3 separate regions of the Sus scrofa genome follow, and all the other regions are linked to region 3. A link is a contact called in public HiChIP or PLAC-seq data. All regions are on one chromosome and are shown on one strand. The core of a region is the stretch at or near the end of the contact, and the rest is flanking DNA. Distances in the headings are between cores, read along the strand shown.

Region 1 (4,350 bases), core at 1,061-3,560, 380 kb after region 3:
GCCACATCTGTGGCTGATATAGTAGCCTGCGGTAACGCCGGATCTTTAACCCCCTGAGTGAGGGCCAGGGATCAAACCCACATCCTCACGGATGCTATGTCAGGTTCTGAATCTGCTGAGCCACAATGGCAACTCCCATGTGATTATTCACACTGAAGTTTATGGGAAGGTCAATATGTAATAGAGGTAAAGCCCCCTGCTTCTGCTAAGGGGGGGTGGGCAGGAATCCTCCACTCCCTCAGCTTCTCCCAGAAGCCAGTTTGAAAAACACTGGTCCAGAGGGTCTCTGATGGCCCTGCCAGTTCTGGGTGTTGATGACACAGAAACCTCCAGGTCTGGCCTTCCTGCCATTCTCTACCCTTCATCACAGTCTGGCTTGTACACACAACTATTTTCTATTGCAATCCCTATGGGACAAGCACCAAACACCCCAACGCCTCAGCCAACAGTTACCTCCCCAGCCAAGTGCAGCAGGGGCTCCCCAGGGAGCCTTCATGCAGCTTCATCTGGGCTCCAGCTACTTCCCACTATGCCACCCTTGGTGGCTGTCATCTGCCCATCCACCAAAACTCCGTGAGGCAGAGATGGCACCTCTGATGCCTGGGGCTCCGTCCCGGGCACTAGGCCTGGCCCAAGACAGGCACTCAGCACAAGTTGGTTGAATAGGTCTCAGCTCAGCCCCTCCTGGAAAATGCTGACCAGTGTCCAAAGTCTTTCCTAGACTCTCTAAGGGCCTCAGTCACCTGACCCTCGATCCCTCCTCTAGCCTCACCTCCACCTGCTTTAGCCACGGGCCTCCTTGCTGCCCCTCAGAAGTGTCAGCAATGCTCCCTGCTTGGGGTCTTAGCACTTGCTGCTCCTTCTGCCTGAGTCCTCTTCACTGCATTTAACGGGCTCCTCTTTCACTCATTCATCACCTTCTTAGCAGGTTCTCCTCTGACCTAAACTGGCTCCTCCTGGAGTTCCCATTGTGGCTCAGTGGGTTAAAGACCTGATGTAGTCTCTGTGAGGATGTGGGAATGATCCCTGGCCTCACTCAGTGGATTAAGGATCTGGCGTTATTGTGAGCTGTGGCGTAGCTGTGGCTCGGATCCTGTGTTGCTGTGGCTGTGGTACAGGCTGGCAGAGGCAGCTCTGATTCGACCCCTAGCCTGGAAACTTCCATATGCTTCACCTGCAGCCCTAAAAAAGCAAAAGAAAGAAGAAAAAAAGAAACTCCCCTCTGATAAAGTGACATTGCAGCAGAAACACAAAGATAGGAAATAAACAAAATGACTATTTGGGAGAAGAGCATTTCAGCCAGAGGGAACCCTGGGCGGCGGAGGTCCTGGAGCTGACATTGCAGGGAAAAGAGCAGAAGATCACACGAGTCTCAAAGGCCATGTAAGGCTTTTGCAGTATACTCTGAGTGAAAGGGGAACTATTGGTGGGTTTTGACCAGAGAAGTATCTGCTTTGATTTGTTTTGAAAGGATAACTCTGACTGCTGCGTGAAGAATAGCTAGTAGCCTTGGAGACCAGGGTGGTAGCAGGGAGACAGTGAGAAGGCTGTTAGAATAGACTGGAAGAGAAATAACTGGGGCTTATCCTGGTGGGGGAGTGGGGGTGGTGAGAGATGGTCAGCTTCTAGATGCCTCTTTCTTTCTTCCTTCCTTTCTTTCTTGTTCTTGTTGCTTTTTATGGCCACACCCGCGGCATAAGGAGGTTCTCAGACTAGGGGTCCAATCGGAGCTCCAGCGGCTGGCCTACGCCACAGCCACAGCAGCAACACATCCAAGCCAGGTCTGCGACCTACACCAGACCTCACAGCAACACCGGATCCTTAAGCCACTGAGCGGGGCCAGGGATAGAACCCACAAGCTCGTGGATACTAGTTGGATTCATTTCTGCTGCGCCACAACAAAACCCCCCAGCTGTCTTTTAAGAACAGAACCCACAGGCTTGCTTACAGATTGGATGGGAGGTGCAGAGAAGAGGAGCCAAGAATGACCCAAGGTTTTGCTCGGAACAGCTGCACAATAGAGATGGAGAAGATGAGGGAAGGACAGGTTTGGAAGGCATCAGGAGTACTACAAATGCAGGATGAATGAACGAAAATGAATGAATGAATCACTGAATGTCTTCTTTCTCCCAGGACTGAAATAAAAGTCCTCTCGCTCAGGGAGCGCTTTATGTGCCCAGGGCCAGCGCTGGAACGTCCCCCTCAGAAAAGCAGGTAGCGGTTCCTTTAAGGAGGCCTCGTCCTGCCCCCAAGAAGCCCCGCCCGGGAAATGTCACGTGACCCTTGGTCTCGCAGTAGAGGCGGAACACCGGGCGGTTTGAAAGCCCGGCGCGCACCGCGGGAGCGGCGGTTCGCCTGTCATTGCGATGTCGGTGTTGCGGCCGATGGACAAGCTGCCGGGCCTGAACACGGCCACCATATTGGTAGGCGTCAACAGCCGCGACTCCCCCGCCCGCCCTTCCTCCTAAGCTGCGCCTCCGCTCTCCGAGCTCTCCGAGGTGCCTGGCGCGGGCTATTCTGGCAGGGGTGTGGTGGGCGGGAGAGTCACGCTCTGAACCAATCGGAATAGCGGTCCTCTTGAGGCCGAGGGACGTGTCCACCAATAAGTGCGCGGCAGACTCTTTCCCAGTTTCTGATTGGTGGGACGGATGGGCGGGGAGACCGCGCGCGGCGGGGTGCGGGGTGTGAGGTGTCCAAGACTTGGTTTTCCTGCGTGGCGGGGTCTGGCCTCCCGGAGAGACGAGGCCATCCGAGGGAGGGTCCGGAGAGGTCGTGAGTGCAGACCGGACAGGACCGGAGCAGGTGCCAACCTCTGATCCTCACCCGTGCCTTCTGTAGTCGTCTCGGTAAAGGGCGCCTCGCGTGCTGGAGCCGGAATCTTGGGGTGCAGCTGTCTTGAGTCTGTGGCCTGATCCCCAGGCCCTCTAGCGGGACTGCTATGCCCTGGTATCAGTCCGTCGCCTTTGCTCTCTGCGCAGCTGGTGGGCACAGAGGATGCTCTTCTGCAGCAGCTGGCCGATTCGATGCTCAAGGAGGACTGTGCCTCGGAGCTGAAGGTGTAAGTAACCTTATGCCCAGGGTGTCCGATCGCTGACCTGGGCGCGAGGGAGAGCGAGGTGGGGGTGAGGGGACCGCCAGAGAGGCGGGCGCCAACCTCTGGGCGCCCTAACGCGTGATCTGGCCCCGATTAAGGTATCCTACACCACTCTCTGTCACACACTTGTTCTACTTTTCTCTAGCACTTGGCACCGTAAGAAATTTCCTTGTTCTCTGGTTTGTTTACTTGTTAACAGTCTGCCACCCTGAGGGACCCCAAGGTCAGCCCCCTTGAGGACAGGGACTTTGACGTTCGCTCCCTGGGGATTCCCCAGTGCCTTGACCAGTACGTGGTACCAAGTAGATGCTCACACAACCCCCAAATTTGGAGAAAAGCTGACTGAAAAGTTTATTTTGTTTCCTTTTTCTAAATGAAAAAGAGTAGAAACAGCTGCTGAGGGGAGTCAAGTGACTGAATGTGTGTGGGTGTTATTCTCCTGATAGAAAGATAGCTCCAGGGCTCTATACTGAAGGAGAATGATCCTGATCTAGAGGGTATTTCCTGTATGGGAATTGGAAATGCCCCCTTACTAGTTAGAATAAGAACATAACCTTCCCCTTGAAATAAAGATTGTTCATAGGTCCATCTGTGCTCTGCCTATCTTGCCAGGCTCTTAGGCTGTAGAACATCAAACACATAACCACAAACCTCAAACCCATAGCTCAGAAATAGGAAAGGATTAAAAACAAAAGTAGTTTAATTAGCATCAGAGTAAATGGAAAATATGGGCACAGTTGCCTACCTTGAGCGAGACGGAAAGAAGTGTCATGGAAACCATTGCCAAAAAAGAGCAAGTCACATGGCATGCAAAAATCGGAAGAGGAAACCCCTCTGGAAAGAGGAGAACAAGTCTTTTTGAGTGCTTTTTGCCACTGAGACATTTAATAAGAATGCGGATTTTTAAAAGACGCATTCAAAGCCAAGTGATAACACAACAGAATGAGAGGAAAAGAGAGGTTTCAGAGCTAAGGGCAAAAAAAGATCAAAAAGAATACCATATAAGATCTATCTAATAAATATATAGAAACAACAAGGAGTAGAGAAGACTTGGTTGAAAACTTAATTATTTACAAAGACGAAAGATTTGAGAAGGTCACAGCAAAAGAGTTCAAAGTGTAATAGAAGAAAACTATTCCCAGGGTACGTATATCTTATTGCAGGAAAGGTGGATACAGAACACTTCCTGCAAGTTATAGCTTACCTAAGTCATTGAACCTCAAGAGTAAATAACTCTTCAGACTTTTAGGCAGGAA
Region 2 (4,512 bases), core at 318-2,817, 490 kb after region 3:
TGGATGACCAAAATCAGAAAGCAAGGTCAGGCCGAGGGGTGAAATGTAACCAAAGCAAAATGTGAAACAGATCCTTTTCAATTAGCCTCTGCCACTATCTCATCCCCTGGAAGAGAATCTTCTGCTGCCTGGGTTTCTTCATCTGTATAATTAAATGGGAGCCATCCTACCTGCCTGCAAGGCTGTAGTGAGATCTTGGACTTGAAAGCACTTGGTAAAACTCAAGAGCAAAACACACCTGAGTTACTGATTAAGAGCATGGGTTCTGGACAATCTAAAGTTAACACCTCCTGCTCTCAGTGTCCTGTAAAGTAGGAGCAATAAGAACATCTATCTCGAGTGACTGTAGTGAGGAATAAGTGAAACAATATAAAGTGTCTGGGGCCTAGAATATCGGAAGAGCCCAACTACTGAGAATTATTATTTTGGTGACTAACCTATTCACTGGACTCCTCACCCCCCAGGATCAGGTAGTGGCGACACCAACACTGGCCCAGGAACTGTGCTCTGTAACCAGCTGGGGGACCCCGGGCAAGCCGCTGACCCTCTGCAAACTTTAGGTTCCGTAGCCACCAAATGAGAGTATTGCAAGAGAGCATCCCTGGGCTCCTACCAGCTCTTCCTTTCCGCTGTTAAGGTCGTCGGAACAAAGGCCACCCGCTCCCCAGCCTGTCCCCGAGGGGCCACAACTCAAAACTCCTGCTGCTCAACTCCCTGTGCAGAACGACAGCAGGAGCGGCCCGGTCTCAACCCCGGAGAGATGCGTCCACGTTACGCCGCCACCACTCGTTTCATCAGCAACCTGCTTCTGCGGCCGCTCGCTGCCCAAAGTTTCCCGAAGCACGGAGAAACTGGGCCGTGGCTCAACCCGGAGAAGACCTGAGGGGTGAGCGCGCGGAGCCTGGGGGCCCGGCCCCGGGAATCCCAAGCTGCCCACGCGGCCGGGCGGGGAGTGACAGGTGCGACGTGGGCCCGCTGGCTGGCAAGCGGGACCTCGGGCGGCGCGTGTAGGCGCGCAAGGGAAACGGCGGCCGCGCGCTCCCCTCAGGCCGCTCCCCCGCGACGCCCCCGACAAGATCCCATGGTCTGCCGAAACCGAGCGGCCCGGCGGGGCTGAAACCCGCAGCGCCGAGGGCTGGGGACTGCCGGGGCGACCGCGCGTGCCGGTTCTTCCCGCGCGAGACTGGGGTGCCGGGGGATGGGCGTACGCGCCCCCGCGCGCGCCGCCGTAACCCCTTCCTCTCCGCGCGCCCCCGCACTCCCATCCACCCACCCACCCATCACTCACCGTCGATGTCCCCTAGGGTCAGCTCGTCGCCCAGCTCCGTGAGGGTCTCCATGGTCTCCAGACCGCCCAGCTCGCCGCTTTCGTCCATCGCCCGGCTCGGCGCAGAGGACCCCCCTGCCGTCCCGCTCAGGGAGACGCGAGGGCGGTGCCGCCGTCACCACCCATGACACCCAAGAGCTCCCGCCCGGTACTGCCTCACCGGCCGGTGCCAACCGCCGCCATGTTTGCGCTGCGCGGGAGGGCGGGGCGGGATTCCCCCGCCCCAACCCGCGCCCTCTATGGCCCCGCCCCCAGGCCGCGCACCCCCTTGTTTGTTGTCAATGGGACCAGGCCCATCTTGACCAATCGCCTTGCGGAGCGGCGCGTGGGGTGATGGCGCGTCAACGATCAGCAGCTCAGATTTGCATAAGAAGGCTCCTCCCCTGGCGGCCTCTTAGCGAATGCGAAGAGAAGGCTCCGGGTCCTCAGTCCAACCTTCTTCCCCTCGTTTAAAGGAACCGCTCCCTTTTTTGTTGGTTTGGCTCCGCAAGCTACTACCTCTGACTGCTGGGAGTTGAAGGGTTAACAAGTTCCGCCCCCGGCCGCGGGAGGCCCCCGAAGCCAGCCTTAAGCACATTACGTCATCTTCCCAGCTGTTCCCGCCCTCCCCACGATCCCAGCCCGCTGGGGAAGCGGGTGGAATCAAACCTAGACCCCTAGTACTGGAGCACGGAGGAATCCTTAGATCGTTAAAGTCACGTTCCAGCTAAGCCCCTTGCAAAGGCGCTACGAAAGCTCGCGAACCGCCTAAGAGTGGAGCATGTTTTGCAATTCATGCGCCTTTGCACCTGCCGCGACGACGCGCTTACTCCGACAGCCTCACCCAGTCTCACCCCGGTACATCAGAATCCCTTGCAGTCCTTTAAAATAATGCCAGTGCCTGGAACTATCACAGGCCTCCAGAGGTTGGGTCCGGGCATGAGCATCATGCGGGGATTATGAGGCGCAACCCACCCACGGATTCCCACTCTTAAACTTCTCAGTTCTGCAGCTGGTCACGATATAAACAAATGTGCACGTTTCTAGGAATTTATAAATAAGGAAGACAAATATGAGTGTTTAAAAAATTTGCAAGTTTGTGTGTTCAAAGGCGTTCATCAGAGTCTTCTGTAAATTGAGAAAAATTGGGAAGCCCAATAACGACCTGCTGAATAAATTACATCCACACAATGTAATTATCATGGCATCATTAAACATTACATACATGAATGTCTATCTGTTGACAACGACTTTCACAGTATTAAAAGGGGAAAGTATGTTTACTGCTGGTCTGTGAGAGGCAGCTGTTGCTTGGTGGTCAAGACAGACTTCACAGGCCCTGTGAAGGCAGGCATACGGGTCCATTTATGAACGAGTGACTCTGAGCTAAATAAACGCCCTAAGCTTCAGTTTTGTCATCTCTAACATGGGAATAGTGTCCCTCATAGTTGTGAGGAAAGTGGAATCACACAATTCAACCAATCACATTGCACATTCATTTGACAATATTTATTGAACATCTCTGGGGCAAGCAAAGAGACAATTCCTGCCCTCTGAGAGCCTCTGGTCCGGTAAAGAAAACATTGATATTTAAGACGAAACCTGAAATTATGAGAACTGCATCTGGTATAGCCAAGGGAACAAACAACACAAAGGCCCTGCAGCAGAAGCAGCTGATGGAAGCCAGCACTTGGAATAAGGCCTGACATACGGTTAGGGCCCCTGCAAGGTAGTTATTATAACTGAGAAAACAAGGATCTGTGTGTCACATGAAGGGCAGGATGGAAGGCCTAATAGCTGAGTGTCAGTTATAATTATGGGAGTGGTAGGATTCAGGGTAAATCTTACTTTCTCTTTTTTTTTTTTTTTTTGCTTTTTAGGGCCAAACCTGCAGCATGTGGAAGTTCGCAAGCTAGGGGTCAAAACGGAGCTGCAGCTGCCAGCCTCCACCACAGCCACGGCAACACAGGATCTGAGCCACATCTGCAACCTATACCACCACAGCGCATGGCAACACTGGATCCTTAACCCACTGAGTGAGCCCAGGGATCAGACCTGCATCCTCATGGGTACTAGTCGGGTTTGTAACCCGCTGAGCCACAACAGGAACTCCCAGGGTGAATCTTACTTTCTTCTTGGCATTTCAGTATTATTTAAATTACTTTTTATAATGAACATGTATAACATAATAAAGTACCTGGGGGAGAGAGGAACGTTCTCTTGTTTACATGCAGAAGAGCCGGTATAGGTTACACCAGTCTTACCCGGAAACAAAATCAAACCCCGCTGCCCTGCTCTGGTCCAGGCACTGAGCTGGGCAGTGTCATCTTCACATGTACCCTTCAGTGGCTCGCACAGGGCTCCCCACACTGGGGGTGATGCTGGCATACCATATGGCTCACTTTCATTGTGGTCCAATGCCTTCCCATCCCAGAGCCTCAGTAAACCTCTGCAGAGGGATCTCTGAGCACCAGGTCAGGTAAGTGGACCCAGTCTGTCTCCCACTCTACAGATGCTCCCACAGCTCCCAGGTGGACCTGCCCAGGGACGAGAGCAGAATAGTTCTATTTGTACCTCTTAAGGTGTCAGATGGGGAAACTTGAGTCCATTTGAAGGTGGAGAAGGGATCAGCCAAGATGGAGAGAAGTGAAGGTGTAGAAGGAAAAACCCAGGAGAACAGAGATGCTAGATGGGGCAGAGGTGAAGACAGGATAAGAGTGGGCCCCTCTCTTTGGCTGTGCTTACAGTGGGTGCTCAGCAAATACATGGGAGAACAAAGAACCATCAGAGAAGGGCACCTGTCACTGAGAAGCCAGGCCCCGACCTCGGAGAAGCAATTTAGGGCTGGACAGAGGGTTCAGACATTATCAAATTCATTACATCAGTGAAGCCACAACACAAGGAAGGGGTGGGCCAGGGGTCACTCAGCAAGTCTAATGGGCTGAGATAGACTCCAGGTCTCCCTTGGGTTCTGGTAGCAGTGAGGAGCTGGAGACAGTTGTGTGTCTCTGCTTTTAAGAGGCAGACCCTGACTTGGCAAAGTCAGCTTAAGAGCTAGAATTCCTACTGGAGCCCCTCCCTTTTCTGCCTGGGAAGGACATGACTGAAGGGCAGTGCCTACTCAAGGCCCACCTCCCTCTGCAGCTTCCCTGCCCCCTGGCCCTGACACAGAGAGCTTGCTGTCCGACCAATCCAGCTCGGAGCAG
Region 3 (4,554 bases), core at 2,001-4,500:
CGATTAAAAGTGCAGCCAAGGAGCTCAAGGCCTGCTTGCTAGCTGTGTGGCCTTAAGCAAGTGACTTACAGTCTCTGAACTTCAGTTTCCTCACCTGGAGAATAAGGGCAGTGGTCACACCTACGCACAGAAGGTTTCTGTGAAGACTGAAATAGTCAATACATGAAAAGTCTTTAGGACGGCCTCTGGCATGAAACAAGTACTTCGTAAACAGGCCCAAATCCGGGCAGCTTGAACGGAGAAGGGACTTTGAGGTAGGCCAGGTCAGCCTTCTGGGCCCAGCAGGCATCTTCCAGCGGTGTGCAGGGAGGATGACCTCCAGGTGGGCTTTGCACACCTCTGGTGACGGAGAACTCACTCCCTCCTGAGGAAGGAGGCGTGTCCGTTGTGGGCCAGCCTAGTTCACGATTCGGGGGGTCTCGTTCGACTGAGTCACAGCACATTCTCAGGACCCCTGAGTTTAGTGGTCCACTCTCTGAGTGCGGTAGGGGGCTCAGCGCAACTCGCCGGCAGGCTGCTATATTTTGCCGAATGGGGCTCCCCAAGGCAAACCTGAGTGTTGCTAAGAGGGGAGGGAGACGGCCCTCCACTCCGCTCTCTCCAACGTGGGGTGCTTGAGGGAGAGGGTGAAAGGAAGCGAGGGGCTGATCTATTAGCCCCTGGAGCCCCCAGCAGTGGGGGCCTGGGGGGCCTGAAGAGGGGGACATTTTTCATCTCGACCACAGGCCAGTTCAGAGGTCAGCGGGAGGACTCCTGCTGGTGCTGCAGTCGGCAGGGAGGGAGGACATGACTTCTCCCAGGTGGGAAAGGGAAGGGGGGTGTCCTCTTCCACTTCCTGTGCACCTGCTGCTCGCAGGGCCTCCTGGGAAGAAAACGCAGAGAAGACACGGCAGCTGCTGAGCATCAGAGCTAAACCCTGCCAGGCAGGGGCCTCGCTCACTCCCTCGCTCACTCTTTCACTCACTCACCCTAGGTTACCGGGGGCAGTTGGCCATCCTACATGGGGGTTCTCTGCCCTCCATATATGGGGAGCCCCTCGGGGGGCAAAACTATGACTCGCGTTTTGTGCTCCCACTGCCTGGCACACAGTAAGTACTTAATAAGTACACAGAGGCCAGCGATTGTGGTCCAGTTTGGAAAGCTTTAGTCTTTGTATGGATGAGACACCTTAGACTGCAGGAGAGGTGTTCCCTGGTGGTGCAGCGTTATCACTGCGGTGGCTCAGGTCACTGCTACTGTGCAGGTTTGATCCCTGGTCCCAGAATTTCTGCATGCTGTGGGTGTGGCCAAAAAAAAAAAGGATGGGGGGAATTTCCATTGTGGCACAATGGAAATTAATCCAACTAGTATCCATGAGGATGTGGGTTTTGTCCCTGGCCCGGCTGAATGGGTTAAGGATCCAGCATTGCCGTGAGCTGTGGTGTAGGTCAACAGATGAAGCTCGGATCTGGCGTCGCTGTGGCTGTGGCGTAGGCTGGCAGCCATAGCTCCGATTTGACCCTTCTCCTGGGAACTTCCATATACCGCAGGTACGGACCTAAAAAAAGGACTGCAGGGGACCTATGTGCTCCGCCCCTTCTTTCAACTCCTTCACAGCTGCTGCCTCCTCCATGAAGTCCTCCTGGGCACCCACTCCTCCCTCCACCCCGAGGAACTCCCTTCTTCCCCGCCTCTTTGCCCTGACACACTGCCACCACTGAGGCAGGCGGAGCAGTGCTCAGGAGCGGGGGCTGGGGCCGTCCTCAGAGTCACTTCCCTGGACACATTCCTTAGCTATGTTACCTTGGCCAAATATTCTTTTAACCTTCCTGTGCCTCTGTGTCCTTATCTGGAAAACGGAAGCAATTAGAATACCTATCTCATGGAACTGGGGTGGACACTAAATTGATGTGTAGATTAAAATGCTTTGAGACAGTGCCTGGCATCCAGTAACTACTCTGAACTGCCTTGCGATAGTGTAACCATGCTGATTATTGCTTTCCCAGCTGACTGGGGCTCCTAGAAGCTGGGGTCCTTCACTTCTGCATCCTTCTGCTGAGGCCAGTGCCTGGTGAAGAATGTGTGCTCAACAAAATGCAAAGGGATGGATGGATGAATGGGTAGGTGGATGGATGGATGGATGGGTGGATGGATGGACAGATGAATGGACAAGAGCAAGAGCTGAAAGGCATGGTCCTAGGGCCTTGCCTGAAGACTCAGCTGTGGAGGCCTGGCCCAAAGGCTGCAAAACCCCCGGCTGCCAACTGGAGATGCCATCAGAGCCTCATGTCCTCTGTTCTTCCTCTTGCTCACTTATTTGCAGCCCCTGCCAAGGGCAGGGGGGAGGAAAATCCCCTGGATCCGAGTCTGGGAAGTTCGCTGCTAGGCAGCCACTTCAGTGGAGAGTTTTGAAGAACATGAGGTTTCCGAATGTGCTGCGGTTTCCTTCCCATCACCCGGTTCCTGAGGCCCTGACGGCGCAGCCGCGGCCCGCTGGCTCCCCACCCGAGGTCCAGGTCTGCATCCGCCCAGGAGGCTGCACAGCTTCAGAGCATCCAGGAAACTCAGTAATGACCCGAGACCCCCAGCCACTGCTTTCCAAGTCCTGCCTGAGGAGGGTGTGGCCTCCTCACACCCCACCCTGGAGTCTAGCCGCTGCCTCCCACCAATGGAAGCCTGATGGGAGCCTCCTAGGTGCCAGGTTCAATGCTGGGCGCCCACCTACACGGCAAGCCTGGGAGGAAGGCATTTTATCCTCGTCTTGTGCCCATTCACCTGTCATTCGTGCACCAGTGTCTATGCAGCATGTACTAGGTGCTGGCCCTGTGCTCGGCTCAGGGGGATCAGACGAAAGAAGACAAATGGGAGGCCCCAGGCAGGCAAGAGGCCGTGGGTGGGTTGGACCCAGGCTCAGAAGTGGCAAAGTTCCCGGGGCTCCATGGTGCAGATTCAGAGCGTGGGTTGCACCGTGAGGGGGCAGGGGGCTTTGTGGAGGCATGGGGGAGGCAGAAGAGCCCCGGAGTGGGCGGCGGAGGCAAAGCCCAGGTTCATGTTCCAAGGCAGCCTGGCACTCAGCTGCCTCCCGATGCCAAGTCGTAAAGAGACTCCTGGAGGCACAGACCGATGCCTTTGTGAGGCTCTCTCTGAGCCTGGAGGCATTAACGAGACGTCTATCACCATGGCATCGAGGTGCTTAGACAACCTGCGCCCCCCAGGAGCTTGGAAACAGCGTGAAGCAGATTATCTGTGTCTCACTGTGACATACGCGATCATGTATCACGGTGATGGATCAACAGTCAATACCGCCGGGGTCCCTGCCGCCCGCCCCCCAGCCAGTAGGAAACGTCTGGTGTGCACTCGTCTTCCTTCCTCCCCGGGTTGGCGGGCCCCGCTCCCGCTTGCCGTCCCCAGACACTCCTGGAGTTGGTGGCAAACGTCTCCTGGCTTTCATTGTTCATGTGCAAAGCAGCCGAGGGAAAAGCATTCAGACCAAGGGTGGAAACTGGACTCCGTCCTGCCGTCGCTAGACGCCGCGGCCAGGGTGGGAGAGAGGCTCCGGATTCGCACAGCTGGCCACTAAATGCCAGCCCCATGCACCTGCCCTGATCTTGGGCAAGTTTCTTTGCCTCTTGGGGGCATCGTTTATCATAGTGGGATAATAACCTTTTTTTTTTTTTCTTTTTTTTCAGGGCTGCACCCACGGCATATGGAAGTGCCCAGGCCAGGGGTCAAATTACAGCTGCAGCTGCCAGCCTACACCACAATCACAGCCACAGCCACACAGGATCTGAGCTGCATCTGCGACCTACACCACAACTCACGGCAACACAGATCCTTAAGCCCCTGGGCGAGGCCAGGGGTTGAACCCGCATCCTCGTGGATATTAGTCGGGTTCTTTACCAGCTGAGCCACGATGGGAACTCTGGGATAATAACCTTTATCTTGAGGATTGACGGGCACTCGTGAAGAAAAGAGGGGCAGTGTCAGCTTGTGCTGAAACCCAGCACCTTCGGTTCACCCCAGCTTCCCCAGGGTGCTGGCTGGCTCCTCACCACCCCTTCCCTCTGCCGCTCCGAACACGTGGGCAGACATCTGTCCCCAGCCGCATCCAGCTCTGCCCAGTGCTGAGCTCCAATGCCAGGGCTGCGCAGCTCCCGGTCTGCTGGGGAAAGGGCCCCAGGTGGCAAATAATTGCTGGCCCTGAGTTGGCGCCCATGGAAGTGAGGACAGGGGCTTTGGTTGGGCCAGATGGGGAAGCAATTCATGTGTCTCCTGGTGGGGGAGGGGTGGGCTCAAGTTTAGGGAAGCTGCAGGGAAGAGAGACATTTGAGGGGGGGCTGGAGGGGGAGGCGTTCCCCAGGGGACCCACTGCGGCCGTCACTGGGCTAATGAAGGGCAGCTGGCTCCTGCCCTCACCCGAACTGCCTGGCCCTCCTCTCCGTCACACACCTGCCCCTCCCAACCGCAAAGTCTGCTCTTCGAGGGGCACGTTAATTAAGGGGCTCCCAGACTATTTTCCGGGGGAAGTTTGTGTGAATGGGGCTGGTTTTTTTTTAAGAGTTTCAGAGGTGCGCA

What was found. HiChIP or PLAC-seq counts read pairs in DNA pulled down with a chosen protein or histone mark.
Region 1: a contact with region 3 is called in an H3K27ac HiChIP or PLAC-seq map of alveolar macrophages. The contact joins the promoter of CENPM here to the promoter of NFAM1 in region 3. A contact is called at or near these places in 24 of 47 Hi-C or Micro-C datasets (alveolar macrophages, brain, embryonic fibroblasts and 13 more) and 2 of 2 datasets of contacts at active chromatin or transcription factors (alveolar macrophages and skeletal muscle).
Region 2: an H3K27ac HiChIP or PLAC-seq map of alveolar macrophages shows a contact between it and region 3. The contact joins the promoter of SREBF2 here to the promoter of NFAM1 in region 3. A contact is called at or near these places in 1 of 47 Hi-C or Micro-C datasets (mesenteric adipose tissue) and 2 of 2 datasets of contacts at active chromatin or transcription factors (alveolar macrophages and skeletal muscle).

What each region holds. Positions count from the first base shown.
Region 1 is chr5:6,675,442-6,679,791 of Sscrofa11.1, forward strand. CENPM (centromere protein M) reads left to right here and starts at 2,311. Exons shown (of 6, transcript NM_001159305.1): 1 at 2,311-2,423; 2 at 2,979-3,058. The coding sequence starts at 2,367.
Region 2 is chr5:6,783,157-6,787,668 of Sscrofa11.1, forward strand. It overlaps SREBF2 (sterol regulatory element-binding protein 2), which reads right to left and starts at 1,568. Exons shown (of 19, transcript XM_021091444.1): 1 at 1,289-1,568. The coding sequence starts at 1,376. MEI1 (meiosis inhibitor protein 1) reads right to left here. Exons shown (of 36, transcript XM_021091442.1): 36 at 2,801-4,512. CCDC134 (coiled-coil domain-containing protein 134) reads right to left here. Exons shown (of 7, transcript XM_021091452.1): 7 at 2,801-4,512.
Region 3 is chr5:6,293,671-6,298,224 of Sscrofa11.1, forward strand. NFAM1 (NFAT activation molecule 1) reads left to right here and starts at 3,251. Exons shown (of 8, transcript XM_021093097.1): 1 at 3,251-3,260. The coding sequence starts at 3,251.